Linked DNA regions of Mus musculus: regions 1 and 2 are each linked to region 3. A link is a contact called in public HiChIP or PLAC-seq and promoter capture Hi-C data. All regions are on one chromosome and are shown on one strand. The core of a region is the stretch at or near the end of the contact, and the rest is flanking DNA. Distances in the headings are between cores, read along the strand shown. Region 1 holds the start of BC062258 (a long non-coding RNA gene). Region 2 has its middle 79 kb from the start of BC062258. Region 3 overlaps Ror1 (receptor tyrosine kinase-like orphan receptor 1).

The links. Promoter capture Hi-C pulls out the DNA fragments that hold promoters and counts their contacts. HiChIP or PLAC-seq counts read pairs in DNA pulled down with a chosen protein or histone mark.
Region 1: a contact with region 3 is called in a promoter capture Hi-C map of liver, with 3 times the contacts expected there. The contact joins the promoter of BC062258 here to the enhancer-like site in region 3. A contact is called at or near these places in 5 of 39 promoter capture datasets (cranial neural crest, embryonic stem cells, liver and 2 more), 1 of 15 datasets of contacts at CTCF or cohesin (the NIH/3T3 cell line), 1 of 484 Hi-C or Micro-C datasets (liver) and 1 of 115 datasets of contacts at active chromatin or transcription factors (bone marrow-derived macrophages).
Region 2: an H3K27ac HiChIP or PLAC-seq map of hepatocytes shows a contact between it and region 3, with 5 times the contacts expected there. The contact joins two enhancer-like sites.

What each region holds. Positions count from the first base shown.
Region 1 is chr4:99,927,555-99,931,338 of GRCm38.p6, forward strand. BC062258 (a long non-coding RNA gene) reads left to right here and starts at 2,264. Exons shown (of 2, transcript XR_003955079.1): 1 at 2,264-2,460; 2 at 3,091-3,784. It overlaps Pgm1 (phosphoglucomutase 1), which reads left to right and starts at 1,897. Exons shown (of 11, transcript NM_028132.3): 1 at 1,897-2,257. The coding sequence starts at 2,012.
Region 2 is chr4:100,006,505-100,010,693 of GRCm38.p6, forward strand. No RefSeq gene overlaps it. Among named protein-coding and RNA genes, the nearest start is that of BC062258, 79 kb to the left of the region's middle. Within about 2 kb of position 2,122, at least 40 of the 459 cell types and tissues checked have an H3K27ac peak or open chromatin away from gene starts, as enhancers often do. A contact at or near this core is called in hepatocytes, where this site is marked.
Region 3 is chr4:100,368,567-100,372,441 of GRCm38.p6, forward strand. All of the region lies in intron 4 of Ror1 (receptor tyrosine kinase-like orphan receptor 1), which reads left to right. Among named protein-coding and RNA genes, the nearest start is that of Gm35760, 23 kb to the right of the region's middle. Within about 2 kb of position 1,360, at least 10 of the 459 cell types and tissues checked have an H3K27ac peak or open chromatin away from gene starts, as enhancers often do. A contact at or near this core is called in hepatocytes and liver, where this site is marked.

The sequences.
Region 1 (3,784 bases), core at 1,014-3,513, 440 kb before region 3:
CAGATCCAGTCTTAAGTGAACAGCTTCATCATACTTCCATAGACAGTTAAGACCTCGGGAAGGGCATGCATGGGTTCCGAGTCTGAGCCCAGCACTTTGTGTGATACCATTTGTTGAGTACTTTTTATTAGTACCTAGGTGAAAGCACTAATGTAAACTATATAAATCTAAAGTGGATGTTTGTAAGACTTGGAGGATTCTATGCTATATTTTCATTTTTGAGTTAGGTAATCTCAGTCACACTCACTATTCTACCTTTAACTAATTTTCTCACCTAATGAGTTTGAAAACACAACTTACTTTACAAAAATATGACTATAAGCTGTAAATTCTTAGGAAAATATTAGAAATTATGAGCAGCTGTCAGTTTCCACATAGCTACCACAGAAGCTCAATGACAGTGATTATAACCAGCTATGCTGTATACACATAAACTTCATATCCATATACCTATTAGCATTTGTTCTGAGGCAGAACTTACATATGTCAGCCAACCTCCCTGCTTGATCAAGAGACACCAATTAGCCACTGTGAAAGTATGAGTACAAGCTCAGTTCATGGGTTATCAGTATGTTCTAGTACTGCAACTGGAGAGAGGAGCTGATAATTTTAGGCTTGATAGGTTTTAAGTACAGTCTGATGACTGCATCAACTAATACTGATTTCACGTGGACTGTACTAAGCTGGGGTCATTTCAAGTCTGTATAGGTCTATGCCTCTATGGAATGTTTCTCTCTCTCTCTCTTTCCCTCTCTCTCTCTCTCTTTCTTTCTCTCTCTCTCTCTCTCTCTGGGTGTGTGTGTGTGTAGGAATACAGGCACAGTCATCATCACCACAACCTCTTTCTTGCAGAAATCCTTTTTGAAAGGTTTTACATTTGTTTAAGATGGACACTCACAGACTTAACTTTCTTAAAGGTATTTGTTTTCTTGGTATACTAAAATGACACATTTGTCAAGCAGAGACTCTTAACAAAAAAACAAAAACAAAAACAAAAAAAAACTAAGAAAGGCAGAAGAAAATATTCCTACCGAATAATCAAATCCTTTTTGACTGCCTTAGCTCTTGCTGTTTTCACAATCACTGGGTCCGCTGTCACAGTAATCCTTTGACGCCTTATAGCTGTATCTATGTTTATCTAGGCTGCCTTCAAAGTTTCCATTTCCTAGTTGTCAAACGTGATGGATGACAGACAGGCCAACCCTGGTAAGAGCCTGCCTGGCTTGTTCAGACCCAAACTGAGCTGAACTTCCTCAAGTGATGAAGGATTTTGTTTTGTTTTTCGAGACAGGGTTTCTCTGTGTAGCCCTGGCTTTCCTGGAACTCACTCTATAGACCAGGCTGGCCTCGAACTCAGAAATCTGCCTGCCTCTGCCTCCCAAGTGATGGGATTAAAGGCATGTGCCACCACCGCCCGGCGAGGAAGGATTTTATTATCGGAATTTCTCAGTGTTGTGAGCAGAAGCACGGAAAAATAAAACCCGTACTTTTGGAAGATCTAGAAACTATACACTAAACAAATCAGTTCTTCGGATATCCACAATCACTAATGAAGTAGCATGTGGCCCACAGCAAACACATAAAAAGTAGAAAGCTGAATATAACTTTGGGGTTGAGCCTGTCCTTGCAGAAAAAAAAAAAGTCGGAGGATGGCTTTTCTGTCTTTTAGACCAGCTTCTGGAATGTATACGTGACACTCTAGTCCAATCACAGTAACGTGCTGAACTCTTCGTCCTTGCACTATGATCGATAGATGAAGCTCTGCTCTCCAGTTAAAGAGCTAGTTTCTTTATATAGACCATTGGCTCAGGTAGAGATGTGTCAGTCGGGGAGACTCCGCCCCTCTCGACCCCGTGACCCGTCCCTCTTCCCAGGCAGCCGGACTTTGGCGAAGTGGGCGGGCCGTGGGCAGGCCCTGGGCCATCGTTTCCAGGGCAAGAGCAGAGCGGACCCTGAGCCCTCTGCAGCAGCCAGAGCCGCAGCCACTGTCGCCTCGCAGCCAACCGCCACCATGGTGAAGATCGTGACAGTGAAGACGCAGGCATATCCGGATCAGAAGCCGGGCACCAGCGGATTGCGGAAGCGAGTGAAGGTTTTCCAGAGCAACGCCAACTATGCGGAGAATTTCATCCAGAGCATCGTCTCTACCGTGGAGCCGGCGCTGAGGCAGGAGGCCACGCTGGTTGTGGGCGGGGACGGCCGCTTCTACATGACCGAGGCCATCCAGCTCATCGTACGCATCGCTGCAGCCAACGGGGTAAGGGACGCGCGGGCCGGGCTGAGCGTGTGCTACGTGCGGGCTTCTCTGGGCCGGCGCTTCCGTGCGCGCCACCATCCCGTCCCCGCCCCGCGCACGCTCCCTTGACCTTGGCAGTACCCCCGCCCCCACACCCCTATTCGGCTTCCCGTCCACCCCATCCCCCCACACCCCACGTTTCGCAATGGCTATGCCGGGGAAAGGTGAGCCCGCCGTGCAGACCCTGCGTGGCGCTGTGCTATTCTGGTCTGGGATTGGGGCACCTCCCGCTGACTCGAGGCCAGGTGTTGGGAGGGCCGGGGTGACCGGAGCACTCATCCCCCTGGGGCGTTAAGCCAGCGATCTGGGCCCGCAGGTGCCAAGCCTCTCTCCCTGCCCTCTGGTTGGCTTGGGAAAGGCGCTTCCTCCCCTGCCGGGCCTGCTGCCTGGGTTCAGGCTTTTGAAAAGTCCAGTCTCTGCTGGACCTGTTCCACCAAGGGGGCTGGACCTGAATTTTCATTAAAGCAATAACAATATACCCAAGGGCTCTCTTATGCAAGCTGTCCTGACAGGCCAGGAAATTAATGCAACGCCCCCAGTTCCGCCCCCTGGTTAAGAAGGTTAACTGTCTTAATTGAGCAGGTCCACTAGAGAGGTGAAACTTTTTTTTCTCCTATAAATCTGATGATTTGTAAATGTGGATTTGGAATTGGTTATTTGTTTCTACAAGATACTTTAAAAGAAGTTTTAAGGAACACGTTTTCTTTGTATATTTACAATAACATTGGACTTTCTCTCAGCTCCTCTGGGGCCCATTCCCTTCAACAATAACTTGTATTTCAACTTATTTCAAGCTGCCTTGCCAAGCACCGTGACAAACATTTCACTGGTGTGTCTCAAGAACCCTCTTGAAGCCCTATAAGGAAGACGCTATTATGGGTACTTTAAAGTCACCGAGGAGAGTACTAAAAAGCCTGGGCAGGTTAAAGAATTTACCAAAACTATAACGGGAACATTGAATCCAGCACGGACCTTCCGGTACCACTTGAGTGGCTTCTGAAAATCGAGGGACTCATAAATTGCAAGACCTTCTTTTTCCAGTTTTCAAGATCTAAACTGAGCTCTGTATGTAGACTTTCCTGGATGGGTCAGACATTGACAAACAGAGAAAGAAGTTGGGATTTGTATCTGTATGCCCAGGAGTGTTCAGACCACCACAGCTTTCCATGTGGGAGAGAGGCCGGTCAGCTCTGTGGGGAGGATCCCTTCAGCTCCACCCTTGCTCACAGGGGCCTCATTCAGCAGTCCCCTGGCCTATGCCCAGGACAGAGAATGGGTGGGGAAAAGGAAGGCTCCCAGGCAGGAGTGAGCCTTGTCGGTAGGAGCTTTTAGCATAGTGTGAGTTTTAGGGTTCAAATGGATTTCTGCCACTTTGGGAGTACTGTGGAGTGAGAAGGAAAGCGTGAAGACAACAACAGAAAGTTACTAAACATCATCACGCATTAGCCACTGGCCTGTTGCTCTTCCCTCTTTGGCCAAACTCTAATA
Region 2 (4,189 bases), core at 872-3,371, 360 kb before region 3:
CTCAGAAAGTGCAGTTACTGTAGTTTTTTGGGTGTTTCTGTGTAATCCCTAGGTAGGAAGGAGATGGTTGATTTGAACTAGAATCTGAAGTTCTCTCTGCTTCCATGCTCCCTCCATTCCAGTCTTGTAATAGCCAGTACGGTCTTTGTTTGTCTGTGTTGAGACAGAGGGTCACTATGAATTTGTAGTCCTGGGTGGCCTGGAATTCACCGTGTAAGATCATGTTGGCCTAACCTTGACACAATCTGTCTGCCTCTGCCTAGCAAAAGTTGTGTTTAAAGATGTACAAGGTCACACCTGTGTGGTCTTTTTTTTTTTTTTTTTTCAATCTTTGTTTTCTTCTTGTATAATAACCCTTCACAGAACTCTGTCACTGTTGTTTTGTCAGGCGACAAGTATAGCCCATCTTTACCAGTTTCTCTTCTGCGGTCCGCCTGCTTTGTCTTGGTGGAGACTCCTCCCCAAGTCTTATGATCCCAAGACTATCGTCAGCCACAGCACCCACGTTTTCCTGCCTTTACTCTCAATCATACACAAGTCAGAGGGGTGGAGCATGGCTCAGGTTAGACCTCGTCCCTTTTGATGACCCACCACACACATTGGCTCATCAGGTATGTACATGAACCAAAGAGTGCCATACTTTGTCCTTCATTTTTATCCTCCCATTTTGAGATAGCAGGATAAATCTCTTTTCCTTTTGGATCATACTTAGATTGTAAAGATAGAGGCCTGGCAAATATCAGTGACAGTTTTCTTACCAGACCAACAGAATCTGTTAATGAAAGAGAGAATAAGTCTAACTAAGAAACAGAGAGACAGTGTTGGAGAGATGGCTCAGCAGTTAAGATTGCTTGCTGCTCTTGCAGAGGAACTGAGTTCTCTTCCCAGCACAACACAGGGCAGCTCAAAACCACCTGCAACTCCAGAATCAGGGGATGCCAGAGATCAGATACCTTCTGACCTCTGATGGCATCTATTCACACATGCACGTGCATTTACATACTAAACAGAAAAAGAAATACAGAAACAAATGGAGACAATTAATTAGTAGAAAAAGAAAGTCTTAGTGGCACTATCTAAGCTCCTGGATCTAGCCTTGCTTGAAGTTTGAACACCAGAATTTAGAGTTATAGAAATCAGTGCATTATTTTTTGAGCTAAAACTATTTTGTGATGAGTTTTTGTTACATGTTTTTAAAAAAGACTTAATCATGGTAGGGCAAGGCCCTCTGTGAACTCCGTATTATCTTATCTCTTTTCCTGTTTTTTCAATGATCAACCGTACAAATCTTCTCCAGTTCTTGTGCTGAGCCAGGATCCCCGTGTCAGAGCCTTCACACTATCCGATCTTCCACTCACCCTGTGACCGTGTGACTAAGTGTCTGGATATAGGTCATGTTCTTACTGAAGGCTTCCCAAGCTGTCTGACTGTGCAGGGTCTCCCCTCCCCCATGGTGATTCCTACTTGAGCTTTTCCCCATGAGCCCACCACAATCAAGATGAACAAAGCCCTCCACAGTGAGACTGTTTCTTGTTTATAGTCCATCTTCTCCACTCAGCTATGAGCTTCAGGAACTTAGAAGTCATTTATCCAGGAAGCGGTAGGTGAAACGGGGTCTCAAGCTGCCCTAGAACCTACCTTAGGTTGGCCATGATCTCTCCCTGACTGCTAGAATTACACAGATGACGACTCACTGTGCCTGCTGACAACTACTTAACTTAGCTTCACCTCAGCCATGCTGCAATGCGTTTAGCATGTAACAGCGCATCATAGGAAACAGGGGTTCTGTTGATATTTGTCAGTTGAAAACAAAAAGAATGAATATCTGACTTGGACGTTTTTGGTTTCCATGAGATTTGCTAGCCCGTGGATAAACACAGGCAGTGCTGATCACAGTGTCACCACAGAAATCTCCATAAAAAGAAGAGAGCAGCCTCTTGCCTCACTCATCTAGTCCTGGGCTTTCTGCTGATTTCTGTCTGCATACCAGAGTGGCCCTTGCTCCCAGGAGATGGCAGTGTTGTATAGCCTCTGGTTTGCCCAGGCTCTTAAACAAGACTCCAGCCCTGGGAGCTATCCGGTTGGAGCTGGACTTTGCCCTTTGCAGCCCTGGAACACCAGTGAAGGCTCTCAGAACAGAACTGTGTGTGTGTTCAAAAGAGCAGAGCCTTTGTTCCAGAGACAGACGTGTCCAACTCCAACACAAGCAAAGTCCTGATTGATTCATCTGCTTTTCTGTGTGGTTTGAGGACTCCATCTATCTGAGGGTAGCTCAAAAGTGCCCCCACCCCCTACCTCTGGCCCCAGCTTGTCTCAGAAGACAAGGGTCAGATCATGGAGTTGCTACCTCTGGGGGCCGTGGAAGATTCTCCCTACTCGTAATTTCTAATTTCTGCCTGAGATGTGGAAGTTGCTACAGTGAGTATAGACTGAACCAATTACCCTCACATGTGGTCTTGGATCAGTCACCTAAGATGTGACCTTGGGCAAGCTCCTTGTTCCACCCCCACTCCCCAATATTAACACTGCCTGCTTTGCAGATATGTGATTACGTAAGTACTCCCCCCCCTCCCCACACCACTACCACACGCATAAGGATGAGGGTGTGAGGAAAAATCCACAAAGTTTTTGCTAGAAAAATTTTAAAACCAACCTTCTTCCTAGCCACTTCTTTTATCCCCAGTGTGACTGTAAAACCAGATTACCAAGTGCCTGTGGTCATTGGACCACATCCCAGTCAGGTAAGCCATGTCACCAGCCCGGCCCACAAGGCGGCTCCGGCTGTTCCCCAGGGTGGAGACCAGGTGCTTCTGGGATCCTGGTTTCACCCGTCCCAGAGGCCTTGGCTCCTTTTCAGTGCATTTCTGCCTTCTGTGGCAGAGCATCTGGGCTGTCGTGCTGGAAGCATTTTGGCCTCGTCTTGGGCCCTTATCTCAGAGCTGTGTGAACCCCATTCCTGCCATGTCAGAACCCATTAGAGAGCCCTCTGCTGAGGCTTTTGAAGGAATAATCTGCCTATAGAGGGAAGGGGCTGTGCCAAACCAGGCCAGATGGAGTAAGTAATGAAGGCCCCAGATTAATCTTGCTTGTCTCTTCTTTCCCACACGAAGGCTCAACCCTAGCGCTTGGCAGTCTCAAGACAAATTACACTTGTCAGCTTCAAAGAGTAAGTTCCCTTCCAAGCCAGATTGTTTGTGTTCTCTCTCTCTCTCTCTCTCTCTCTCTCTCTCTCTCTCTCTCTCTCTCTCTCTCTCCATCTTCTCTCCTGAAACAAGCACTGGAGTTAAAATATGCCTAGGAAAAGTGATATTTTTCCATGGCTCTAAAAAAGGCTTCTTTTGGGCATTTACACTGTGTTCAACATTGAGGCCTCACATATACTCCACGTCCATTCTCATTAGATCCCTAATATACGATGAGTGCAATAGCCCCATTTTACAGATTAGGAAAGTGAGGTTTAGAGACAATGCCTGGGTCAAGGACATACAGCTAGTGAGTTGAGAACAAAACTCATAGCTAGAGCATGAACACATTCCCGTCTCTGCAGTTAATTTCTCTGAAATCTTGACCTCCAGGGAAGCCAAGAATGTAGCCTCTTCTTTTCTTCATTGTTAAAAATTCTCTTGGAATCATGGGCTAAGGTAAGGATTAGGTTTCCAGAAATACATATGCCAAGGAACATTCTAAAAACAACTCCTTGGTCATTAAGATATTTAGAAAGAATAGAGCCATTGATTCCCTCATAGACGCAAAAGTCATGTGAGCAGCAGAGAGATCCTCAAAGTACAGCCAGGTGTGATGGCTCATGATGTGACCCCAACACCAAGGAGGCTGGGCGGGAAATTTGTGTATGAGTGTGAGTTTAGCCTGGGCAACACCATGAGATACTTTCAGAACAAATGCAATTGCCAGGGGTGCTCAAGCAAAGAAATTCAGTGAACCCCGTCATATTCACTGGTCCCCCCAAGACCTGCAGCCCAGTCACGTTCCTTTAGGCATACCCAGGAGCGTCCACGGAAGGAGCCGTCATAGCCAGTCTGAGAGCCTTGCCTTGCACAGTCCTGTGTTTGGATTGTGCAAACACACAAGCAGTGCTTGGGAGTCCGTAAAATGCAGTCTGTGTGTGTGAGACCCCTATATTCCTAAGTGACTAAGAGAAGCCTGGCTCTCATCTAGAGAATAAATAAAC
Region 3 (3,875 bases), core at 110-2,609:
CATTATCCAGATCAACCACATTTATCCCAAGTCCAGAGCCCTCTCTTAGTCTATTAAAGGATCACCCGGGCGGGGAGCAGGAGGTGGCTTTAGGGAAGAAACATAACCATGTTCATAAACACCTATCAAAACAGGGTCTCAGAAGCTTTAATTGATCCACCGAAACACTAATTACATCTAATATGCCACAGATGCTGTGCAGCCTAGGTGAAAACACTCCAGCGCTCTGATCAGTGGATCCATAGGCACCTGTGGTGGCTAGCAGGTGTGGAGAAGGCAACAGTCAGAGATGAATAAATAATTTGGAGTTTGCTGTCACTGAAGTGCAAGGAAATGACCCAGAAACTCAGTGTGCTGGCTGGAACTGTTTTGCAAAAGGAAATCAATTCCCAGCTGACATGGTCATTGCAACAGACCACAATCTGGATTTTGTTTACACTTGATCAGGAAGAGGAAGAAAGGGGGTGGGGGGAATGTGGTCCTGGGGAGATGCAAATGGTTAGAGTGGACTGTCTCCCTGAGCATCTAAATCAGTGGTTCCCAATCTTCCTAATGCTGCGACCCTTTAATACAGTTGTAGTGACCACAACCCTAAAATTATTTCATTATTGCTTTGTAACTATAATTTTGCTGCTGTTATGAAATCATAATGTTCATATCTGACATGCAGGATATCTGATAGCCAAACCTCCAAAGAGATCGTGACCCACAGGTTGAGAACCACTGATGTGTGTGACTTCTTATTTCCAGGCTTTCAGAGATGCTGTCTGGCTGCTGGGTATCACGTAGTGTTCCCCACTTTTCCTGGTGCAGATTCCTGTCTGATTCTACAGTAGAGTTCTCACCTCACTTATGGCAATACTGGGCATTATGCCTAACACAGATGACTCAGGGCAACCCTAATAATTTGATACTTTCATTATCATTCCTAGAAAAGAGAGCTGAAAACTTTAAAGACCTTTTCCCAGGGTGGCTACAGGCAGCTAGGAGCTCCAGGACCAGTTGGCTTACGCCTGAAGCCTGGGTCAGCTGTGCTGTGCTGTCCACTCTTCACTGGGCTGGTGTTGTTTCTACACCTGAATGCTTTTTGGGAGGACATTGCTACAGGCAGAGCTAGAATTGCTTCTTCTACCCCCATCCGATCATACAACACCAGTCAGTCTGGGAAGTCCTGCTGGAATATAAATGCTAGAGTGACAAACAATGAGCCAGCAGTGTGCTTCTCTCACATTCTGCCCTAACAAAACTGACCAACTGTCCCGGCAAAGCGTGCAATTATCCGTCTCTATTCCAAACATAAGATTCAGCCTCAGGCTGTGATTTTGCTTCTCAGAATGGAGATTCCCAAAGTCTGTGGACATTGACCTCCAAAAGTTACTACAGCAGAGTTGGGCAGTGTCTACCTGAATGCCTGGGACTGTTGGCCCTGGAGCGCTTTCAGGATTCATTGAACTTATTGATTAAACCACTGTGGGAACATTTCTTTGTCTCTGGCCTTCCTTTCAGTATGTCTGGGAAGTCACTTTGCCTTGCCATACCTATACTGACATCCACAGTGAGGAAGGCTGGAGTAGCTAACGTGCTACACACTTTTCTGAAACCCTGAGAGATTCATGGTACTTACCTTGGGGTCTGTCCTAAGTGGATGGCATGATAGAAGAGGGCAAACCTATATAAACCAAGCCGGGCTAATCCAGCATCTTTACTGGAAGAAGAATAAATATTCTGGTTGAACTCTGAACAGAAAGAAAGAAATAAAACAGAAAAGATATGACTAGTCCTAAGTTTCAGCACAAGATGAATGAAAAACAGAAATAAGAAGGAAAGGGAGAAGGACATGATTATTCCTAGATATGGTGGAGGAGGTTTGTCGCAGATATAAAGGAGAGAGCATAGCTAGAAGCAGGGACATCTGGGAGACATCCAGAGAGGACATGATCCTGAACCATATGAGGAGGGGGGAAGGGAGAGGGGAGAACAGCTGCCTACCAAGAGGGGTAGCCTGGGCTAATAGACTGGATGAGAGGGTAGTAGCCTGAAGAGGCAGGTAACCAAATGGCTGGATTGTATATAGGGAAGGACAGGTGAGGGGATGGAAGCCTAGCCCAATATCGGGGCTGGAGAAGTTTAGGGTAGGGGCTGGGTATACCAGCCATACCTTGTAATAGGTAGGGACTGAGGGAAGCAGGTAGAATATTGTTCTTTTTTGCCGTTGTCTGCTCTGATGTGTTAAATAGGCATCTCGGCCATTTGTCCTGGGTTTGGGACCTAACAAACTCTTTTTAGCTGCATTACATTTTTAAGCCTCTGCTAGAAAAGCTACCCAGAAAAAAGTCTAAAATCACTCTACTGCCGCAAACATGCCTTCCAGCATATATGATTTTGGTATAGAAATTATCTGTTCATGGTCTTCATCTCCAGGAGAAATGGGGGACTTTCTTTTGTCATGTTGACCTACATGTGCATTCCTCATCAACAAAATGAATCCTTCCATCCTCTTCCTACGTGTTCAATACCAGACAAAGCACACAGACCAGGCCTGTTTCCTGGTGAAGACATTCTCCCAAGGCTCTTCCCTCTCTGCTGGAGCTCATGAAAGAGATGCAGATTTTCACAGCTTCTCCACTAGGCAGGTGTCTTAGTAAGAGTGGCTGCTTAGGGTAGCTCTGAACTCAGAACTGCCCTGCCACACTGGGCAGCCAGAAACCATTATCTGTGCAAAGCACAGGTCCACTTAGAGACTCTGTGATGTCAGGCCATTTCCTAGGCTGCACTAACCATCCTTGTGAGAGCACGTACTTGGCTGTCTCCTGGACATGTTGAATGAGTCTGTTGTCAACTGTGGCTCTACATCTGACTGTTTGTTCATTTGCTTGTTTGTTTTTGTTTTTCCTGCTGCCCTAAGACAGATGACTTAATGGGCTGAGAGAATCCAGGCTGCTACCGGCTCTGGAGGCAGCTCACGTCCCTTAAGGGCTGTCTTTAGGGCCTTGTGGTTTAGAGCAAGAAACATCCATCCCAGAGTCAGCATCTCAATAGGCATTGTTTTTAAAATGCTCTGTAATTTCTCAAGCATCAAATCTATCCCCCTTCCATCCCTGATGTTTCTGTTTATAAAACAGATCAAAGAAGAGAAGAGATAGGGAGAATTCTATCAAATTCTACAGCTTTGTAGTATGCTGCAGCTTTCTCTTTCCTGGGGTTTTGGGTTTCTGTCCTACTGGCTATATTTCCAAATCCAGTTTCTGAAGGTCACACATGTGGGTTCTGGACACCTTTCCATAATTACTTGCCTCTTTTACATATGCACCATACAGGCCTGGTATTGTGACAGGCCTCCAAACCAGCCCTTTCAGCCTTCTTTGCTTACACAAAAACATGGTTCTAAAATCCCCTTGCATGCACTAAAGATGTAGTATTCAGAGATCTGTGGTGGGCCTGTTGACTTTCTCTCTCCTGAACAGAAAATATGAACTATGCATATTCACAACAAATTAGCTAGGGATACCAAATTCAATGAGACAATATAAAATATATACCAATAATAGTATAATATATAAATTAGGATATTAAGCATTCATGTAATGTGCAATAAAAAATTCTGAATTCCAACTACAAAAAGCCATTGAAAATAAATCCTTCAACTATTATGTGAAGAGAAGCCAAATACAAGGAATATAAATTACATAGCTGAGTAATTAAGATGTTAAAAAAGAAATCCTCAATACTGTAAAAGATTAACATAAAACCACAGAACTTCAAATAATGGTTACCTTTTGAAGGAAACCAGTAGAAGAACTATTGATACTTTGGGGGCTCGATATTCTTTAATGAGGTCACATGGATATAATCACTTAGTGAAAGTTCATTAAGTG